Regions from separate parts of the Mus musculus genome. Here regions 1, 3, 4, 5, 6 and 7 are each linked to region 2. A link is a contact called in public HiChIP or PLAC-seq and promoter capture Hi-C data. All regions are on one chromosome and are shown on one strand. Each heading gives the region's core, a stretch centred on a gene start, on an enhancer-like site or on the middle of the called end of the contact. The rest is flanking DNA. Distances are from core to core; before and after follow the strand shown. Region 1 holds the start of Crb2 (crumbs family member 2). Region 2 holds the start of Psmb7 (proteasome (prosome, macropain) subunit, beta type 7). Region 3 overlaps Crb2 (crumbs family member 2). Region 4 overlaps Dennd1a (DENN/MADD domain containing 1A). Region 5 overlaps Dennd1a (DENN/MADD domain containing 1A). Region 6 holds the start of Strbp (spermatid perinuclear RNA binding protein). Region 7 overlaps Dennd1a (DENN/MADD domain containing 1A).

The links. Promoter capture Hi-C pulls out the DNA fragments that hold promoters and counts their contacts. HiChIP or PLAC-seq counts read pairs in DNA pulled down with a chosen protein or histone mark. Capture Hi-C pulls out chosen DNA fragments and counts their contacts.
Region 1: a promoter capture Hi-C map of liver shows a contact between it and region 2, with 4 times the contacts expected there. The contact joins the promoter of Crb2 here to the promoter of Psmb7 in region 2. A contact is called at or near these places in 10 of 39 promoter capture datasets (the C10 cell line, the HPC-7 cell line, cranial neural crest and 5 more), 1 of 15 datasets of contacts at CTCF or cohesin (embryonic stem cells), 2 of 484 Hi-C or Micro-C datasets (both in the G1E-ER4 cell line), 12 of 115 datasets of contacts at active chromatin or transcription factors (the SCID.adh cell line, astrocytes, cardiomyocytes and 7 more) and 1 of 9 other capture datasets (liver).
Region 3: a promoter capture Hi-C map of liver shows a contact between it and region 2, with 4 times the contacts expected there. The contact joins the enhancer-like site here to the promoter of Psmb7 in region 2. A contact is called at or near these places in 15 of 39 promoter capture datasets (the 3T3-L1 cell line, the C10 cell line, the HPC-7 cell line and 8 more), 1 of 15 datasets of contacts at CTCF or cohesin (embryonic stem cells), 4 of 484 Hi-C or Micro-C datasets (the P5424 cell line, bone marrow-derived macrophages, embryonic fibroblasts and 1 more), 11 of 115 datasets of contacts at active chromatin or transcription factors (the SCID.adh cell line, cardiomyocytes, embryonic basal ganglia and 7 more) and 1 of 9 other capture datasets (embryonic stem cells).
Region 4: a contact with region 2 is called in an H3K4me3 HiChIP or PLAC-seq map of embryonic limb bud, with 4 times the contacts expected there. The contact joins the enhancer-like site here to the promoter of Psmb7 in region 2. A contact is called at or near these places in 8 of 39 promoter capture datasets (the C10 cell line, HPC-7-derived erythroid cells, cranial neural crest and 4 more) and 9 of 115 datasets of contacts at active chromatin or transcription factors (acute myeloid leukemia, bone marrow-derived macrophages, embryonic basal ganglia and 5 more).
Region 5: a contact with region 2 is called in an H3K4me3 HiChIP or PLAC-seq map of embryonic basal ganglia, with 5 times the contacts expected there. The contact joins the enhancer-like site here to the promoter of Psmb7 in region 2. A contact is called at or near these places in 14 of 39 promoter capture datasets (the 3T3-L1 cell line, the C10 cell line, HPC-7-derived erythroid cells and 9 more), 1 of 484 Hi-C or Micro-C datasets (bone marrow-derived macrophages) and 11 of 115 datasets of contacts at active chromatin or transcription factors (astrocytes, bone marrow-derived macrophages, embryonic basal ganglia and 8 more).
Region 6: a contact with region 2 is called in a promoter capture Hi-C map of neutrophils, with 5 times the contacts expected there. The contact joins the promoter of Strbp here to the promoter of Psmb7 in region 2. A contact is called at or near these places in 5 of 39 promoter capture datasets (cranial neural crest, liver, neutrophils and 1 more), 3 of 115 datasets of contacts at active chromatin or transcription factors (embryonic forebrain, regulatory T cells and stem cell-derived neural progenitor cells) and 1 of 9 other capture datasets (adipose tissue).
Region 7: an H3K4me3 HiChIP or PLAC-seq map of embryonic basal ganglia shows a contact between it and region 2, with 9 times the contacts expected there. The contact joins the enhancer-like site here to the promoter of Psmb7 in region 2. A contact is called at or near these places in 7 of 39 promoter capture datasets (the C10 cell line, cranial neural crest, embryonic stem cells and 4 more), 9 of 115 datasets of contacts at active chromatin or transcription factors (SST interneurons, bone marrow-derived macrophages, embryonic basal ganglia and 6 more) and 1 of 9 other capture datasets (embryonic stem cells).

Annotation. Positions count from the first base shown.
Region 1 is chr2:37,774,963-37,777,662 of GRCm38.p6, reverse strand. It overlaps Crb2 (crumbs family member 2), which reads right to left and starts at 1,414. Exons shown (of 13, transcript NM_001163566.1): 1 at 1,217-1,414. The coding sequence starts at 1,322.
Region 2 is chr2:38,642,456-38,645,155 of GRCm38.p6, reverse strand. It overlaps Psmb7 (proteasome (prosome, macropain) subunit, beta type 7), which reads left to right and starts at 1,250. Exons shown (of 8, transcript NM_011187.1): 1 at 1,250-1,315; 2 at 1,705-1,798. The coding sequence starts at 1,254.
Region 3 is chr2:37,792,306-37,795,005 of GRCm38.p6, reverse strand. It overlaps Crb2 (crumbs family member 2), which reads right to left. Exons shown (of 13, transcript NM_001163566.1): 10 at 1,139-1,907; 11 at 360-476. Among named protein-coding and RNA genes, the nearest start is that of Crb2, 17 kb to the right of the region's middle. Within about 2 kb of position 1,290, at least 8 of the 459 cell types and tissues checked have an H3K27ac peak or open chromatin away from gene starts, as enhancers often do.
Region 4 is chr2:37,868,409-37,871,108 of GRCm38.p6, reverse strand. The region is part of intron 13 of Dennd1a (DENN/MADD domain containing 1A); the gene reads left to right. Among named protein-coding and RNA genes, the nearest start is that of Crb2, 94 kb to the right of the region's middle. Within about 2 kb of position 1,273, at least 17 of the 459 cell types and tissues checked have an H3K27ac peak or open chromatin away from gene starts, as enhancers often do. A contact at or near this core is called in embryonic limb bud, where this site is marked.
Region 5 is chr2:37,840,974-37,843,673 of GRCm38.p6, reverse strand. The region is part of intron 19 of Dennd1a (DENN/MADD domain containing 1A); the gene reads left to right. Among named protein-coding and RNA genes, the nearest start is that of Crb2, 66 kb to the right of the region's middle. Within about 2 kb of position 1,338, at least 85 of the 459 cell types and tissues checked have an H3K27ac peak or open chromatin away from gene starts, as enhancers often do. A contact at or near this core is called in embryonic basal ganglia, embryonic limb bud, forebrain and 2 more, where this site is marked.
Region 6 is chr2:37,702,041-37,704,740 of GRCm38.p6, reverse strand. It overlaps Strbp (spermatid perinuclear RNA binding protein), which reads left to right and starts at 1,396. Exons shown (of 18, transcript NM_001379315.1): 1 at 1,396-1,549.
Region 7 is chr2:37,907,517-37,910,216 of GRCm38.p6, reverse strand. The region is part of intron 13 of Dennd1a (DENN/MADD domain containing 1A); the gene reads left to right. Among named protein-coding and RNA genes, the nearest start is that of Crb2, 130 kb to the right of the region's middle. Within about 2 kb of position 1,291, at least 47 of the 459 cell types and tissues checked have an H3K27ac peak or open chromatin away from gene starts, as enhancers often do. A contact at or near this core is called in SST interneurons, embryonic basal ganglia, embryonic forebrain and 2 more, where this site is marked.

The sequences.
Region 1 (2,700 bases), core at 165-2,664, 870 kb after region 2:
GTATGTACCCTAGTCCCTGCCACACATCTGTGCAGCTGCCATGGGCATCTGTGTACTGCATGTGGAACAGATCCAAAGTGCACAGCCCAGAACCTCACGCCCTAATGTACAGACAGCCTGGAGTTGCCTGGTTTCTCCACCCTCATTTGCCTCAGGTACCAGCTTCTTCTAGGTCCCTTCCCTCCTCAACCTTCATTTGGTTTCCTCCCTAAAACAGGTCCTCGCTGTACCCAGGGTCCTCATCCTCCCCCTTTCCACAGAGAAGAGGCAATAACGGCTTTGTAGGCAGGCAGGGGGAATGCCACTGGTGGGGTTCACCTATTGCAGGGGAAGCCGGGCCCTCCCTACTGCCCTCGTAACTATAGTGACCAAGCCAAAGCGTCCTCCAGACCCCCCAGTAGGAATTCCAGGCTCAGTGTTGAATGCACTTGGACAAAGCCAATGTACTGGCTGCCTGGGCTGGCTTCAGGGAGCCCTTCCAGCATAGTTGAGGAATGCCAGAAACCTGCTGCAGGGACACACACGTATGATCCCGAATCCCTAGCCATTCCAAAGACCCGGAACAGCTCTACCGGTTGCCCCTCAAGTGCTGGCAGAGGACCCATAGAAGGGAGCAATGAGGGCAAGCTCTCCCCTAACCCTGGTTCTCTTCCCCCTCCCCTATCTTAATCTAGCCCCACCCACACCCACACCTCCCGTTGCCAGGAAAGGCCAGTTGAACATGCCGGACAACTTACAGCTAGTTCAGCGAGGACACAACTCTCAACAATCAATCCCCTCAAACAGAACGTCCACCCACCGGGCAACTTTACATGTCACCTGCATCCCAGGTCAACACGTGACTCCGGCAGACTCTATGGAGATTGCCTGAGTTTGCTGAAACTTCTCCAATTCACGCATTTCCATCTATCCCGGCACGCTTTCCCTAAGTGGCTCCTCACACCAAGATTCCCAGCTTTTCCCTCAACACACTACGCCACACCACACCAGCTCTCCCAGACTGGCTTCTACAGACCACACCAGCCCTCATCCTCCTGGCCCCACCGCATAGACTCCTCAGTCTGAAGCCTCCAGAACACTCCGAGCTCTCCAAGTGAGTCCCAAGACACCCGCACTGTCCCCACACTGTCTAGGGCCCGGGACACTCTTGCCTCTAGCATCACCATTCTCTCAGGCCAGCCCAGCCACGCTCACCCCCAGGCCCAGCCACACTCACCAGCCGGGACCCAAGGCAGCAGCAGCAGCAGCAGCAGTAGCAGTAGCAGCAACAGGGGGTAAATATCTCGTCTAGGGCCCCAAATCCTAGGCCCCACCAGCGCCATGGCAGCCGGCTCTGCCTGCCTGCCTGCCTGCCTGCCTGCGGGAACCCTCTGCTCGGCGGGCTCCGCGCCCCTGCGTCCCTCCAACCAGCACTGACGAGGTGGACAGAGGCCCGGCCCCTCCTCCAGCCCTCCCCCTCCGCCCCGCCTCCCACTGCTCCTCCCCGGACAGGATCCTCCCGGAGGGTCTGACCCACCGCTCCTCACAAACACCAGCCCCTTCGGAGGCCTCAGCTCCATCCAGGCAAGGCCCTGGGCCTGACCCTGGGTCTCAGTGCACAAGCCCTCTTGCCAGGCGGTCCAGTCCATGGGGCCAGCCAAGATTCCTGGGGCTTGTCCGACTACCCCGCAGTTTCAGGCCTGCCTTGCTTGAGCTCAGAAGCGCTCCCATCCGTCCTCACTTAACCTGCCCCTTCCACACCTGAGATAACAAGGCTCCTCCCCTCCTATCACAGGGGCTCCTGTCCTCGCTGCCCACTAGGTCCTACCCAGCCACACAGATCCTGTTCTTGTGACTATCAGTAAGGTAGTAACTGGGCCCCAGAGCACGTGCCCCCTGACTCCCTTCTATCCTTCCCACCCCCTCACCAGCCAAACGGAGCCCTTTCGTCTCCCCATTTGCCCTTGATCTTTGTCTCTGGTGTTTGCAACTTTAGAAATGTCCCTGCTGTCCAAGGCGGACCTTTCCGCTGAGTGGCTGCTCTACCGAAAATAGTGCTCCGATGCTGTTCCCACCCTTCTTCCTGAAAAGTCCTTCTCTTTGTCTAACCTCACAGTCACATGTTGCACTGGGTGGAGCCAGGAGTTCTCATCATCTCAAAACACACTGGCACATAAAAAAGCATCTCTTCTTCCATGGCCTGCTGCCCCAAGTGGGGCAGCATCTTATTTTAAAGGGAACTACCTTCTTGAAATGAGCCCCTGGCAGATGACAATGTCTGGCCCAGGTCAGTGATGGTGGATTCTGTCCCTGAAGGCTCTGGACTCTGCTGTGTCTGGCAAAGTAGCAATTGGGGGCTATGGCATGTCCTTGGAGAAACATCAGGTGAGACAATGAGCATCACAGGGTATCGGTAGCCAGCCAGAGGGCTGCTGGTTCCCCTGGGTCCCCAGAGCTCAGGAAGAGACTGAAACCATAGGCCTGGCTAACCAGCCCTGTAGCCTCTCCAGAATTAGAGGCCTGCCCTGTTTTCTGGGACACCCACTCCAGTTGTCTCTTGACCTGGAACTCCCATCGCTAATCTTGAGGAAGTCATGCTCCACTCTTGGGGGAGCACAGCTAAACATATAGGCACCTAACATGCCTGAATGACACGGAGTTTACTCGCTCTCAGTCTATTGTGTCTGTCATCTGTAAAATAGGAGTAACAGCTCCAGCCTC
Region 2 (2,700 bases), core at 1-2,500:
CAGCAAGCCTCACATTTCCATCAGTAGAAGATTTTCTTAAAATTACATAACACTGCACTCATAGTGCTGGGTAACATTATGAATTCTGTGCCCATAAACAATCCAGTGCCTCTCCTTCAGCCTTAACAACTACTGATTCACTTTATGCTTCTGCAGATTTGCCTATTTTGAGATACTTCATACAAATGGAACTCTCTAAGGCTGGGGAGATGGCCCAGAGGGAAGATGACTGAAAGAGTAAAGTGGAGAGTGGTGGAGGACTCCCAACATTAACCATACACCCACATGTACCCACAGGCATGTGAACATGATTACCACATGAATGTATAGTATATCACATGTGAATGTAATTATACAATGTGGTTCTTCTTCTCCATGCCTAGTCTCTTTATATTTAGCAAATTGTTTTCCAGGGTCACCCCTGATTTAGTAGGTATCACATTCCCTTCCCTTTTACGGCCTAATACTGTTTCACTGTGCTGATATTCCACATTTTGTTTACTCATTCATCCGTCAATGGGCATTTGTGTTGTTTCCCGATTTGCCTGTTAGGTACCTGGTTGCTATGCTCATTTGCCTAGAAGCATCTGTGAACTTAGCTTTCCAGTTCTTCTGGGTAGGTATGACAGTGATAATTTTGGTTTAAGATCCAGTTCGTTTTCCGGAGCAGATGACCGTTTTATATTCCCACCTGTCACAGAGAGTTTTTCTCTGTCCAACTCCAGTCATTGTAGTGGGTCCAAAGCAGTGTCTCACTGGGGGCTTGGGGTTGCCTTGTCCTCGTGACTCAGGGCACGAAACGTCTTTCCATGTGTCTGTTTGCCTTTCTGAGGAAGGTGAAAGCTCCGTTACACACTAACAGTAGGAAATAAGGGAGTTGAAAGGGATTTGCTCAGCGGCTTTGCCTGGACCTGGGGTGTGTGGATGTCCCTGATACACGCCGGATTCTAGTTTAACCGCAGAAACAGATCTGGTCTGAGCGTCAGGAGATTTGGTTATTGGGGGAATTTTATTATCTGATTTAACAAATTCCATCCCTTCGGCTGATCGTCAGTTTCCCCTTCCCAGGACTTGAGGCAAAACTACTTCAAAGACCCAAGCCTCTCTAGGAAGTGAGAACTCAAGAACTCTATGTCCAAGAGCGCCAGTTCGAAGTTTGCCCCGCCCTCTCGTCCCGGTCTCTCGCGGCGCCGGAAGTGCTAAGTTCTTTTTTTGTCGCTCCGCCCTCGGCCCGGAAACACTTTCTTGGCAAGATGGCGGCTGTGTCGGTGTTTCAGCCACCGGTCGGAGGCTTTTCTTTTGATAATTGTCGCAGGTGTGTTCATGCCCGGGGGCGCGATCGGGACCCGAGTGGGAACTCTGTACGCCGGATCGGAACTGGGCTGCGGCCGGGGTCGGGGGCGTGAGGCGAGCGTGGGGATGGTGCCCGCGGCCGTGTGACTCAGGGAATCGGGCCCCAGCGCGGGCTGCTTCTGAGGCCGGCGCGGCCCTCTCCCCTTGCCAGTGTGTAAGGATTTGGACTTTCCTGTGGCTTTGGAGGGATTGGGTCACCGCCCCGATCTGTAATTCCTCGCCGATGGTGCTAATAATGGGAGAATCCAGTGATCACACTGGGGTGGAAGAAAATTGAGTTCCTTCCTAAGCACCCACTCTTCTCGCCAGTGGTCTTGTCCTCTAACACTTGATTTCTGTGCCTTCCCTTAGGAATGCTGTCTTGGAAGCGGATTTCGCAAAAAAGGGGTTCAAGCTCCCGAAAGCTCGGAAAACTGGCACTACCATCGCGGGGGTGGTGTATAAGGTAAGCCTAGACAGGCCGACCGTAGCGGTAACTGACCTATTAACCGTAGTTAGACCACTTGGACTCAAGCTTCCAGCTAGAACTGTCAGAGTGCATCATGAGAATCGGCTTTTATTAGGGAATGCCTTGATCAAGAGGTTTTACATGTTAAATAGTTTGTATTTACTCATTTTGAAGTTTTACACATGAGGGCAATTTGGCTTTTCCTAAGGTACTCTAGGAAGCAGGATGCTACAATGGGAAAGCACAGAATTTGGGATTAATTGGTTTGTTTAGATGTTTAATGCTTCCATACTGTTTCTAGTGAACTACTTGGGCAGTTTAGTCCCCCCCCCCCCCCCCCCCTTTGAGACAGGGTCTCATTATATAGCCCCGATTGTTGTAGATCAGGCTGCTTTAAACTAGAAATTTACCTGCTTCTGCCTCCACAACGTTGGGAGAGCCACTCTGCCCTCAGCCTTTTTTTTTTTTTTTTACAGAGTTAAATCTCTATCCATCAAATGGAGATAAATCCTGAAATAAACTGTAAAGATAATAAAGGCTAGCGATTAATGTTGTTAGTGGGGTGAAGAGAGTCACATTTCAAAAACTAATAGAGGTGACTGTTTCCTAAATTTTCTCTGTGTATGTGCTTGTACATATGCTATGGGACAAGTGTAGAGGTCAGAGAACAACTTGGTGGAGTCCATTCTGAGCTTCATGTGGCTTCTTACAATGGAATTCAGTTTTCCAGGCTTGCCCGACTAGTGTATTGTACTTGCTGACCTATTTTGTTGGAAATATTTTGTTGGAAAGATTGTGGGTCTTCATTCCACATTTTTTCTTTCCAGTTTAGCTCTGTGATTTAAAAGGAATTTACTGAATCGTTGCGCCTTGATTGAAGATGGAAATGAGTCTTAATC
Region 3 (2,700 bases), core at 41-2,540, 850 kb after region 2:
CCAGCATTTGAAGGCAGAGGCAGGTGAATCTCTTGAGTTTGAGGCCAGCCTGGTCTACAGATTAAGTTCCAGAGACAGTCAGCTACATAATGAAACCCTGCCTAAAAAAAAATAATAAAAATAAATAAAAATAAAAAAACAAAGAAAAAAGGAAGAAACTGGGTGACAGTTACTGCCCAGCCAGTGTCTGCCTAACAGATAATGGTCTGGGAAGTCCTAAAAGAACCAAAAGATACTGATGGATCTGGCACTTAAGTCAATGGGAAGAAGACAAGGAGGACCTCATTTCTCCCGCCCAGGCTGGGCGTCCCAGGGGCAAGCTCCCAGTCAACACCACAGGCCCTGGTCTCCAGACCCACCTGAGGCCAGCAAGACCTTCCTGGCAACTGCAGTTGGTGCCTAAGGGGCCGCCTTCACAAGGGGCGCCATCCTTGCATGTGGAGTTGAGGTTGCATCCCTGAGGCAGGACAGGCAACCTGCAGAGAAAAGCAAGTCCAGTGAGGTGCTGGGAGCTGGCCATAGTGGTGCTCTCTGGGGAATGCAGGCCTGCCTTCAACAGCCTTCCCCAGGAAGCAAAGGAACGCAGGGCTGTCATTCTGCCGCTTCCCCCAACTCCACAAGAGCTGAGGCCTTTGATTCGTGCTGACTTTAAAGGGCAGCGCAAAACAGTTGCTAAACATGAGGAGAGAGGAGAGCTAGACAGCTCTGGACCGGAAGGAAACGGGAGTTTCAAAGGCAGCTTGCTGCAAACCATGCTCCCTGATTCGTCCTGCCCTCCTAATTCTACCCAAGCCACAACATCGTCCTGAAATTCAAATTTTGCCAACTATTATAACCTGTATTTTGTCTTTTTTTTTTTTTTTTTTTTTTAAGACAGGGTTTCTCTGTATAGCCCTGGCTGTCCTGGAACCCACTTTGTAGACCAGGCTGGCCTCGAACTCAGAAATCCGCCTGCCTCTGCCTCCCAGGTGCTGGGATTAAAGGCGTGCACCACCACGCCCGGCTTGTATTTTATCTTTATGGACACCAAACTGAACAAGCTATGAAGAACTTTTTCCCTCCAAACTCCACCCACGGTAAATCAGCAGTCATCTCTACCCACTGCTATGCCCAGGTCAGGTCCCCTTGTCACCCGCACCTGCAGCGCGGGCCGGAGAAGCCCGGAGGGCAGCGACACTCGAAGCGGCCGTCGGGGCGCGCATGGCATTGGCCCCGGACACAGGGAGTGGAGCGACATGGGTCAGCGCGGATCTCGCAGCGGGGTCCTTCCCAGGCGGGGCCGCAGGAGCAAGCAAAGGCGTCGAAGAGGTCGCGGCAGGCGCCACCGTGCAGGCAGGGCGAGGGTGAACATACGGGTCCGCCACGGCAGCCGAGACTCACGGCCGGAGACCCGGGCCAGGCCACGAAGTGCTCGCGCGCCCCAGACACCGTGCCAGACCGCGGTGGCGCCAAGGGTAACGGGAAGTCGCCAAGTGCCACGCGGCCCAGGCAGCCCGTGAAGTTCTCAGCCAGTAGCAGAGGCACTGCACCCGGACCCTGCAGAAAGCCCAGGTCGCCGCCCAAGCCGTGCAAGGCCACGGGTGTCGCCGCGCCGTCCAGCCACAGCAGCCAGCGCGAGGCAGCGGCCTGTGGGAACTCCCGGGCTAGGCGCACGCGATGCCAGGCGCCGTCGGCCACGCGCGGCCCGGGCGCGGGCAGCACCGAACCCGCCACATCTCCTGCCAGCGAGCCGTTGCGCACCGCCAACCAGATATTGGAGTGGGCACCTGCGGCGGAGACGGCGCGCAGTAGCCCAGCCTCGGAGTCGCGCGTGCGGAAGGCCAGGGTGAGCCCGCTGAGCGATGAGGACACGTTGTGGCCTGTGAACACAGCAGGAGGGCCCTCGCGGAACGTGGCCTCGGCCACACCTGCAGAGAGAGAGCCGCTGGGAAATGACCTGCCAGACTTCTCCTACACCACCCTGTCCCCAGGCATTCAGGTGGTAGGGTCCACAATCCATAACTGTTGACCAGGGCAGTCACCCACCTGTCACCTGATCTCAGAAACTGCAGCTCCCTCTTCCACCCCTTATGCATTCTCCTCCTGGGAGGGAATCAGTTCCGGGGTAGTCCTAGGGGGACCACAATACCTGCTACCTTGAAGGCCCTAGACATATTAATAATCTTAGCTCCTCCTAAATCTAACCTGCTCCCCTCCTCCCTGAAGGAGGCTCGCTCTTCACTGCACACAGGTGCTGGTCCAGTCATATCCTTCTCCTCCTCACCTTCTGTAAGGCTGGCAGAGTAGCTTCGGTTGGTAGACTGCCTAGCTTGTAGGAGGCTTTGGGTTCCATCCCTAGCACCCAACAAATGGGGTGTAGGGGCCCATATCCATAGTCCCTAAACTGGGGAAGTAGAGGCAGGAGAATCACAAGTTCAGATCAAGATCACCCTTTGCTACATGGTGAGTTCAGGGCTAGCCTGAGCAACATGAGACCCCTTGGTCTCTGAGCTACTTGGTGGGCTTCAAATTCTATCTCGTGCAGCACTTTTAGTAACCTTGTGTTTCAGCTGTCCATAGGAACTTTAAAACCTCACACATGCCTCACACTCCTTCCTCTCCTGTGGCTCCCTTGAAGTTGCCTTAGAAACCCCAGCATATGCTCACCTTCCCTAAGAGTGTTTCTCAGAATGCAGTAACCCACCATATTGGGGCTGTTGG
Region 4 (2,700 bases), core at 24-2,523, 770 kb after region 2:
GCTCAGCCACTGGAGGCTGACATAACAAAGGATTGCCTATTCTGCTAGGTAAGACCACAGAGTTGGGAGATTTATACACTTTGCAACAGGGAGCCTGGCTTTAAGAGCCCCTTTGGTTTTTTTTGTTTGTTTGTTTGTTTTTGTTTTTTTTTTTCTTTTTCTTTTTTTTTCTTTTTCCATTTTTTATTAGGTATTTAGCTCATTTACATTTCCAATGCTATACCAAAAGTCCCCCATATCCACCCACCCCCACTCCCCTGCCCACCCACTCCCCCTTTTTGGCCCTGGTATTCCCCTGTACTGGGGCATATAAAGTTTGCAAGTCCAATGGGCCTCTCTTTCCAGTGATGGCCGACTAGGCCATCTTTTGATATATATGCAGCTAGAGTCAAGAGCTCCGGGGTACTGGTTAGTTCATAATGTTGTTCCACCTATAGGGTTGCAGATCCCTTTAGCTCCTTGGCTACTTTCTCTAGCTCCTCCATTGGGAGCCCTATGATCCATCCATTAGCTGACTGTGAGCATCCACTTCTGTGTTTGCTAGGCCCCGGCATAGTCTCACAAGAGACAGCTACATCTGGGTCCTTTCAATAAAATCTTGCTAGTGTATGCAATGGTGTCAGCGTTTGGATGCTGATTATGAGGTGGATCCCTGGATATGGCAGTCTCTACATGGTCCATCCTTTCATCTCAGCTCCAAACTTTGAAGAGCCCCTTTGTTAAAAGTGGTAACATCTCCTCACTTATGCCACAGGACCAGGCTGTTGAGGTGGGTACACAAGTAGTGGTGCCCACACTGATCTGTGAGAGAACCAGTGGATGGGGGTCATTCAGAGTGAGTTTACACTGGGACTAGAGAAATGGCTCATCAGATAAGAGCACTGGCTGCTCTTCAGAAGACTCTGGTTCTATTTCCAGCATCTACATGGTGGCTCACTACTGTCTATAACTCCAGGTCCAGAAAATCTGACATCCACTTCTAGACTCTGTGGGTACAGACATCCATGCAAGAAAAAAACACCCACACATATACATACATACATACATACATACATACATACATACATACAATAGAAAAATTGAGGTAAATTTTAAAAAGTGACTTTACACAATGAAAATTATCATCGAGGGCATACAGGGTCTGGAGGGGAGAGAAGCTGGCATTTTTTGGCCCAGCAAATAGCTGTCCATCTGCTCTCTGTCAGAATATGTTAGGAGTGCATCTGGATTGCTGCCCCAGAGCCTCAGCTCCGGGCGGGTCATGTGGTCGTCTCCACGACAACTCCAGGAGTGCTGGAAACTGCTGTACTTGGAGCCAGATGCTGCTCTGCACATGTGGTCTAATTAGCCGGGGTTCCCTGCCTCCTCTGCCTCTCACCCCTCCCTGCATACACTACCTTTTCTTTTCCCTGCCTCCCTCCTTTCCTAGCCTTCCTTGCATCCTCTGGCTGGCTGTGTACTCTGTTTGCCTTCTCTTCCAGCATCCCTGTTATCCTATGCAGGAAGCTAGTGATACTCCAGACACCTCTGCCCCTGAGAAAGACACCTCTGGAGTGGGAACTGACAGGTGACTAGGCAAGGCAATGACTAGCCCCAAATGCTCTTGCAGTGGAAAGCTTGGGTGCTCAAGACCTACAGAAGGTTCAGCAAAGACCATGACAAGTGTCCCATCCCAAGTCTGCTAGATTTTTGAGTTAGGTTTTATAAGACATGAAAAATTCCCCAGGAGAAGATGTGGCACGTGAAAAAGCAGAGGTCAATGGAACCTTCTGGAGAACTGGTTACTGGAACCAAGGTATTTGGAGAATGAGAAGCTGAGGTGGGGTATCAGGCTTCTCTCCACCTCTGAACTTTACTTGGTTCTACAGGCACTAGGAGCCAGTAAATGGGGGTGACATGGCAGCTGTTGTGGGTGAGCCAAGCCCCTTCAGAAATGTGCTGCAAAGCCTCCGTAGGACTCTTTCATTGCTGGATGGGAAATGCTTGGGAAAGAATAGTCAGAATGTGCTGAGAAGTGAATTTTTGTGTCTTCTGCAGAGCCAGCACCCACCATTTCTTGAATCATTAGCTCTCAGGAAAATGTGCCCAATGAGGAAGGAGCATCTTCCTTTCTCATCCTATATATGATGTGCTTGTATACCCCAGACAGCAGCTCCTATCTGCTTCCTGCCCAACCCAGCCTGCTCTCTGCTCACAGCCTTTCATCCCACTCCACTTAACCCACCCCTGCCCTTCGTGGGTGCTCTGCTTTCACATCACCCCTCCCTTGGCAGCCTCTCCCTACTTTGTCTGGACAGGATCACCTTGACCATAGGTATTTGTTGAAGGGAGGGTTCTGGCATTGCCACCTCAGATGTGATATGAACCTCAAATGATATCTAAAAAGAACCGGGAAGGACATTACTGGCCCTTTGCATGTTCCTATAGGTAATTTCTGTCAACATCCTTGACAGAGATGTGATTTAAGACCTTCAATATGAAGTGAAGGGTCTCTCCCTTGTACGCCTAAGGAAACAGACTTAGAGAGGCTCTCTAGCTTCTCTCCTGGAGTTCTGGGCTGCACTGAGCCCTTCTGAGGCTGAGGCTGAGGCTTCAGGTCATCTAAGCTCAGCACCAAAGACACTGGACTCTAAACTAGGTGATGGCCATAGTGTACAGAGAAGGTACCTGCATTGGAAGATTATTGGCAGTCACATGGTT
Region 5 (2,700 bases), core at 89-2,588, 800 kb after region 2:
GGTCTCTTCCCCCCTCCCCCCCACCCCGGGTACAGAATCCCTCCAGTTATTGGAGGACCAGCATGAAACCAAGCTACCTGTCTGCTACATATGTGCAGGGGACCTGTCTGTATGACTTCTATTTACTGTTAATAGGATTGCTATTTTACCTCAAAAAGGACCTAGAATCCTTCATTTAAAACATTTCTTATTTTGAGACATTTATCAGGTGCCATTATGTATCAGGCATTGAACTACTTAAAAATAAAGTGAACCAGCCCCTTCAGATGGCTCAGCACGGCCAAACCTGACAATCTAAGCTCAGTCTCCAGCTACTGCATCATAAAATGAGAAAAGCACCTCTCCCAATTTGTCCTCTGACTTCCACATTTGGGCCTAGGCACACACAGCCCCCACATACATAAGTATATGTTTACACAAACAAAAATAAATAAAAACATAAGAGGAAAAGGAACTAGCAAAACAGCCGCTGTGGGTTCTTTTTGCAGAACATAACTGACGAATGAAATCATTCTCTTCTAGTCAGTCTTTTCCAGTAAACGTCCAAACCTCATCAATTGGGGAAAGCTGCACCTCTTCTAATTTTATACTTAAAGGAATGTCATAGAACCTGGCACATCCTGTAAAGCAGAAGTGCTGACTAACTGCCGTTCTCTTCAAAGCGCACCAGTGTCTGCACCCCGAGGACCTGCCTCTCTCCTCTGGGGCTTGGGCCCTTGTTGGAGCAATCCTCATCCTAGTTCCTGGCCATGTGTGCTGAAAGCACAGCCCTGGCTGTCACCAGCATGGCATTCCAGAGTCAGCTTCCTGCTTTCCTTTGTCCTCATTCCTGCACATGCGAACCTGCCCATGAAAGGAACCCTCACTGGAGTTGGGAGCCCATTACAGAGAAAGAGGAGGCAGAGGGGGGAGGGAATTCATGGTGTTAAACATTCCATTTTCAAAACACACAAAAAAGGAGGCCCTATTTGAAATAGAGAGACCTTCTTTCCATTTCAGCAAGAAATAGAGAGATGCTTTAATGTCATTCCCAGCTAAATGCAGAATAAGAGTGTGTGTGCTCACACGGGTGGGGGATAAACAATTAAAAAGCCACCCCAAACTCTGTTGAAATAAGAGCTGTCTGTGCCTTCACAGGTCTGCAAACTGGGGAGGATGAAAGTGGCTTTCCCCCACCCCCCACCCCCATTTGTCACTTCCCTCACGTGGCTGCCAGCATTATGCAAGTGTACAGGAAGGCAGGAATTTTTTTTAATGCATGCATACGGATTAAGGTCAAGCCCCTAGTATCAGCCGTGCAGCAGGCTCTCCCTTCCAGCTGCAGCCACAGAGCCTACCCACAGCCGCGAGATGCCTTAATTGAGACGTGCTGTCAAAGTGACAAACACATTTGCATACAGTCTACACTCTATTTATTTTCTCTGGAAAGGTCTACAGTCTGCTGTTGGTTGAACATTCTTAATCAGTTTGCTGCAAGTGAACCGCCAGCCAGCTCACTTGAGCCAGGCCCCTTCTTATTAGGTGACAGATTAGCAGGGAGGAGGGGGATAGAGAAACCACCAGCACCCCCCCCCTTTTTTTTTTTTAATTCTTTCCAGACTTGCCCCTTGGATTGTCCTTCAGTCCTTCCCTGGGACCTTCTCTGATGAGTCATTGATCGAAGGAGTACAGTCTTTCTGGGCAGTCTGAGTTTTAAGAGTTCTAACAGTTTAAAAATGTACATTTTTCTGTGTTTTCCTTACTTGGCATTGTTCTCTAAACCATTTGAACCTGATATGCATCCAAACTGTAGCTTCATCTTACAGTGTCTCTAAAGTCACAGATTTAGCATACTAATCCAGTTTTTTTCTAATCCATAATAACATTTAATGTTCACTTACGATTCACCAGTGCTACACATATAACCCTAGTATGTAAATCCTCTCCTTGGGGCTGGAGGAACAGGCCTCACAATATCTTATATGAAGGCAGGGACCATGACCTTATTTTATGGATCAAAAGCTGAAAGACCTGAAGGGACCTGCTCAGATGTATGAAGACTCCAAGCAGTCTGACTCAAACCCCAGTCATAACCCTCAACATTCCCACTCTGGTCTTACATTCCTCAAGTCCACTTTCTTAGCTAGAGTTGGTTTAGTAATACAAGTCTATAATCTTAGGCCTTGGGAAGCTAAGGCAGGAACAACACAAGCTTGAAGCCAGTCTGGGATACATATAACATTGTGACTCAAAAGTAAGTAATAAGATGAAACAAAATAAAACTAACAAAAGTTCACTTCTCTGGCCTGTGAAAACCAGGACTGTTGTAATAGTGACATTAATCCTTCTACATTACAGCCCTGGTGCTGGTGCCTAGGCAGGACAGTCCCGGTGGACACATCCTACAGGGCGACAGCAAAAGGCCCTCTACAAAGTCCTCAGTGCCAAGAGAAGCCACTGTCAGGGAGAAAAAAATAGTTTCTTACCCGATGCTCTCCTCAAGGCTGGGACTGGGCCCCTATTTGCATACACACTGTTTCATCCACACACTGTAAGATAAGTAAGGGCCCTGTCTCCATCCTTGTAAGACATGATGGAGACAGGCCGACAAATGAAGAGGGGAAGAGAAGAGAGGGGGGAGGGGGAAGGAGAGAGAGAGAGAGAGAGAGAGAGTGAGTGTGTGTGTCAGAATCAGAGGACAACTTGCAGATATTAGTTGTC
Region 6 (2,700 bases), core at 147-2,646, 940 kb after region 2:
ACAGCTTTGTTGTTAATGAAGTGTCAAGGAGGGGCAATGGGAAGTGTGTATGTCCTGAAGTTGAAGGCCATACTCAAAGCTTTTTAACTCTAAGTATTAACATATTCTGTGAATGAAGTACTGAGGTCATATATTTTGGTAGTGCTGTGGATGCAACCCTGGACTTTGTCCATGTCAGGCAAGTATTATTGAGAATCATTTCCAGTCCAGAGCTGTTAATATTTGAGTCTGGTACAGGAGCAAGATGAGAAGGGGACCTACCAGGGGGAGTGTGGGAGGTCAGTCCCCTACTGTCTGCTCAAATTAAGTGGGGTTCTTTGCTAGGTTTGCTTTAGGCTAAGGACCTTGACTTATTCTTCAGTGCATTCTAGCACCCTGCCGAGTGTGGAGCATGCAACACACACTAAGCATGGGCTGAACCCCCTGGGAGAATGCTAGGCACTAAGAAGATGCCAACGTAGAGCTGTAAAATAAAACTTGAACCTTTTATTTCTTTCCCAGTACCACCGTTGGAACAAAGTGGGTAGGTGTTTAGCTAGACTACTCCAGACCTAAGGAGGGAAATAAGGAGGGAAAGGATTTCCCGGGCCATTAAGGGTGGAGTAGGGAGAGGAGATTTTGATTTTTGTTCAGTGCTTGCTATGTGCCAGGAAAATTCATATCTATTGTTTTATGCCATCTGCTCAACGGCTCTTAAATAGGAATTACAGTTTTAGTTTTTGTGAAGTGGAAACTGAAGCTCGAGCGGTTCGGTAACTTGGCCAAGGTCACACAACCGGCAAGTGGGAGGGGGAGCGAATCAAGGAGGGATCGGAGTCTCTTACTCAGCCAAGGTACTGCCTGCCCCTCCTCCACCCGGGAGGCATTGCGGCGCTTACTCCGTTAGCGTAAAGGCCGAGGCTGGAGCTGGAGAAGCATCCCGCACCGGGACGCAGAACCTGGGGAAGCCGGCTCTCATTGCGGCCGGGAGCAGCTCTCAGAACCTGCAGTTACGAAGTTAATGCGCGCTTAGCTCTTTTCAGCAGTTGGCCTCCGCCCAGCAACGCTTACCGCCGCAGGCACAGCGGGGCTCAGGTACGGTTTGCGGCCCGGGCTAGGCGCCGCGAGGTGGGCGGGACGCAGTTTACGTAAGCGGTCTCGCAGGTGCAGGCGGCGGCCGCGGGCCTGAGCGCCCTGCGCGCTCCCAGGTGCGCAGTTGACGCAGGCGACAGCGCGGCGCGGCGGCGGCGGGCGCTGGCCGGAGCTCTCAGGTGCGGCAGAGCGCGCGTGCAGGGGGCGCGCGGAGGGCGATGGGGCGGGCTTTCCGTTCCCCAGCAGCCGCGGGCCCCGCCCCCTGGATCGGCCAATGGGCGTGCTCGGCGGCGTCACGTGCTTGCCGCCGCCGCCGCGGTCGCTGCCGAAGCCGAGCTCGGATCCGCGAGCGCCACCAAGGCAGCAGCCGCCGCAGCCGCCGCCGCTGTGCTGAGGAGCCGGAGACGCGGGCGGACGAGGTGGCGGCGGCGGCGGAGCGGGAGCGGGGAGCGGACGCGGGCGGAGCGCGGCGGCGCGGGTAGGCTGCGGCGGGGCCGGCGCCTGCGCGGCGGGCCGTCCCGGGCGGGCGGCGGTTGAGGCGGCGGTTGAGGCAGTTGGCGGAGGCTGCCCGGGCCCCGCATTGTTTGTTGTGCGTCCTTAGCAGCGGCGGCGGCTGCTGAGGCGAGGAGCGCGGCGCAATCCCAGCCCCGCGGCTTGAGCTTTGTGGTCGCCGCCGCGGTACCCGGCCGGTCCGCGTCAGGACTGCGGGTCGCCTTGCTTGCTTTCGGGGTCGGGGTCGCGGGTCCCGGCCCTGAACCTCCCGAGGGCGTGGGCAGCGTGCGGGGCGCCAGCTCTGGGGAGGTGGGAGGGTTCCGGACTCGGGGCAGGTGCTGGAGGACGTTGCGGGCAAGAGCTGGGGAGAGGCTCGGGGGGCGGGCACAGGGTGTGGGCAGATTTGGGTGTAAGGGAGCGTTGAGGGACCCGGCCCCACGGTGACCAGGGCCTCAAGGGCACGCCTGGGGGACCCATGGGGGCCTAGGTCGGGCTCGAGAGGGAAGGAGGACGTTCCGTTTGGGGATTCGGATGGGTGTGTAGGGGGATTTGGGGCGGGCAGGGGCAAGTGAGGTGGTGGAGGGAGGGACAAGATGGGCACCTCTAGGCAGAAATGGAAGGAGCAGATGCCCTGGTTAGCGCTGCTTGTGAGGGGCAGAGAATGGGGCAGGCAGCGGGAAGGCCACCGGACGCCTGAAGGGAAATGGCGGAGGAGGGGTCCGTAGCTGGGAGTGTGGCGAGCAGGCTGAGCCCCAAAAGATGGAGGGAAGGAGTGTCAGAGGAGGGGGTTCTCTCAAATGGTGGCGGTTGAAATTGAGGGTATTCAGGCAGGAGATGTCTGTCTGTGTGTGTGCGCCCAGGACGTCAGGAGTTCCCTAGTGAGTATCTGGCTGGGAAGTATGGAAGGAGACAGGAAGGGGTTGACAGGCTTGGGGAAAATGGCTTGGTTCTGTATTCAGGGTAGAGGAGGATAGAGCAAGTGGGAGGAGGAGTGGTTTACACAGGTACTGAGTTTGAGGGCTTTGGGAGAGAAATGGGGATAAGGAGGTTATGTGGAGGTTTTAGGTTGGGTGGAGAGAGATGTCAAGGCAGGAGGTGTGTGTAGCAGTAAAAGGGCAGCAGAAGTGAGTGAAGCGG
Region 7 (2,700 bases), core at 42-2,541, 730 kb after region 2:
CATTATGGTTGCGTGACTCCACCCACATAATGCCTGTGGATCCTTCATTCTCCTTTTCCCTCACTGCATCTTCTAGTCCCCACCTTTATCTTGCTGCTTCTTCAAGAACAAAGAGCTGACTGAATGAAGAGTTTCCTCATTCATGGAGTCTCATGACTTAACTGTGGTCACCTCAGAAGAGCTCAGACTTCTAGCCTGAGAGACCAGTCACTATTCACTATGATGTCAGTTATGTGGAGCACACCAGAATGGCCCCTGAACCTGTCTCACACACTGAGGGGACAAGGGGAACAGAGAGCCCTTTGCTCAGAGCGCTTCGGCAACAGCCACTCAGGTTTTCACTGGCCCTTTTTGTGGCTAATTTTATGATCACAAAGGGCCTCTTGGCTTCAAATGTCCTGTTCCAGGAATAAGCTATGTACCTAAACTGCAACCCTTCTGCCAGAAGCTACAACAGAGTAAACACTACAAGTGTGTTATCAGGGTGACTTGGATTCAGGCAAGTCACAGTTGTGTGAGGTTTGATTCCACATCTTAGTCCACCCATGAATAAGCACTGCCTTCTATGGTCTTGAGAGGTGCTCTTGACAGGATTGTAAAATGCTCCACAAAGCACAGGGCATGTTGCTGGAACTCAGTCTAAGCACTCAGTTCCTTGTGCTATCACTTGTATGGCTACAGAGCTAACAGATTACCCATCAGCTGATGGGAGGTGGTATCCTCCTCATGGACATCTTGCCTGTTTCCTCCACTGGATGATCTTTCTGAGGGGAAGAACTTCCTAGTCATCTGTGTCCCTAGCACACAACTGGGCTTGTGAGATGCTGGTTTAAGGCTCAACTAAAGCTGACCCTCTCAAGCAACTGTGCTGTGACTCCATCTCTCTAGCCTTCAGGGATGGTATCCAGGACTTTGATTGTCCCCAGTGCAGATACAGTTACACACAGTAATGCCAGCTGGTGGAATCATTAAATGATATTTTCACCAGCCCAGGGCCCAGGACATAGTAGGAGCTCATTAAAAGGCTGCTATCATCGTTAATACCTAAAATAAAATAAAAGCAAGAAGGCAAAAATGAGGATGGGCATTGGTCACCCACTTTGGTATAAAGTGTGGACATTGATTGGAAGGCCATTTCAGAGAAGCAAAATGGCCCTTTATTCGTTTTGGGGAAGGGAGGAGGGTTAACGAGAGAGTCTTTTTCAAGTGTTTGCTCCATCTTGCTGCCACTTTACTATGTGTGGCTGCTGTTGCCATGGCAATTCTTTAAGCAATTGAATAGAGCAGCACTGAGTTGTTGCAAACTGGCTCTAATTGCTCCCATGCACCAGGCCTGCCCACATGACACGCTCCACACAGCACTCCCTCTTTCTCATGCGTATTTTCATAAATCTCTGGGCATTGTGCAGCTCCCTTGCCCTTGTGACATTGCCATCCTTGGGCAGAGGGCACAAGAAGCAAGTCTGAGTGGGAGAGAGGGCACCACCAATTTTCCCTGTGTGAGAAGCCTTGCAGACCCCAGGTTTAAGGGGATAGCAGGATGTGGGCTCAGCAGGGCCTTGAAACCAAATAAAACACTCATGGGATAGGTTTATTATATGTATTTGCCATTGTTGGATAATTTAGTCATCTTTTTAAATCCAGCTGTACCATTCCTGTGGCCTCCTGCCATGAGGACCCTGTGAATTGTGTAGTAAGAACTTCTGGCTTTACCCTCAGCAGGACTGGGGAGAACCAGCTTGGGGGAGGGGACGCTGGTGGTTTCGGTACCTTCTAGCGTGTCAGGCAGTGAGCTGGGTATTTCCCATGGATCACTTAGTTCACCAGGACATTGTTCATGGGGTGAAGATAAGGGAGCCAGTATTTCAGAACCATGACTAGTGAGGAAACAGAAGCACAGATATTTATTGTGAACCTTTGTAGCCTGGGCATGTATGACTTAACTAGGCACTAACCTGATTGATCCTAAGCCTGTGCCCTTTCTACTGACACACTGTCTCCCAGTAAAGAGATCAGGCTTAGGTGGCCTGTTTCTGTTTATTTCTTTTGTTTTTGTTTGAGATAAGATCTCAATACTGGGGGGCTGGTGAGATGGCTCAACAGGTAAAAGCACCCGACTGCTCTTCCGAAGGTCCTGAGTTCAAATCTCAGCAACCACATGGTGGCTCACAACCATCCATAACGAAATCTGACTCCCTCTTCTGGTGTGTCTGAAGACAACTACAGTGTACTTACATATAATAAATAAATAAATCTTAAAAAAAAAAATCTCAGTACTATAGTCAGGTTGACTTCAAACTGTGATTTCCCTGCCTCAGTCCCCACAAGAGCCAAGGAACCCTATTGAAGGAAAATTTTAAGCACCAAAGTGTCAATGTGGCCCTCTCTTGATCTTTTTTTTTTTAAAGTAGATTTTTATTCTAGCTCATAATGATTATAGTGTGGGTATCAGAGCCAAGTTAGACACTAAAGCCCTTTTACCACAAGGCTGCCTTCCATGAGTTTACTTGAAAGTGAATATTCCATATGCATTTGAAAACTTGCCTGTCAGTGTTCCAGGAAGCGTGGTAGCCAGTGTAAGCTTTTCTTCCTATTCCTGGGGTATTTGTAAAGTTAATTTGAACCTACAGTGTGCTTCCCCCAAAGCTCAGGGTGGCATGTAGGCAGTAGGGCCTATATCTCTTTTAGCCATTCCAGGGG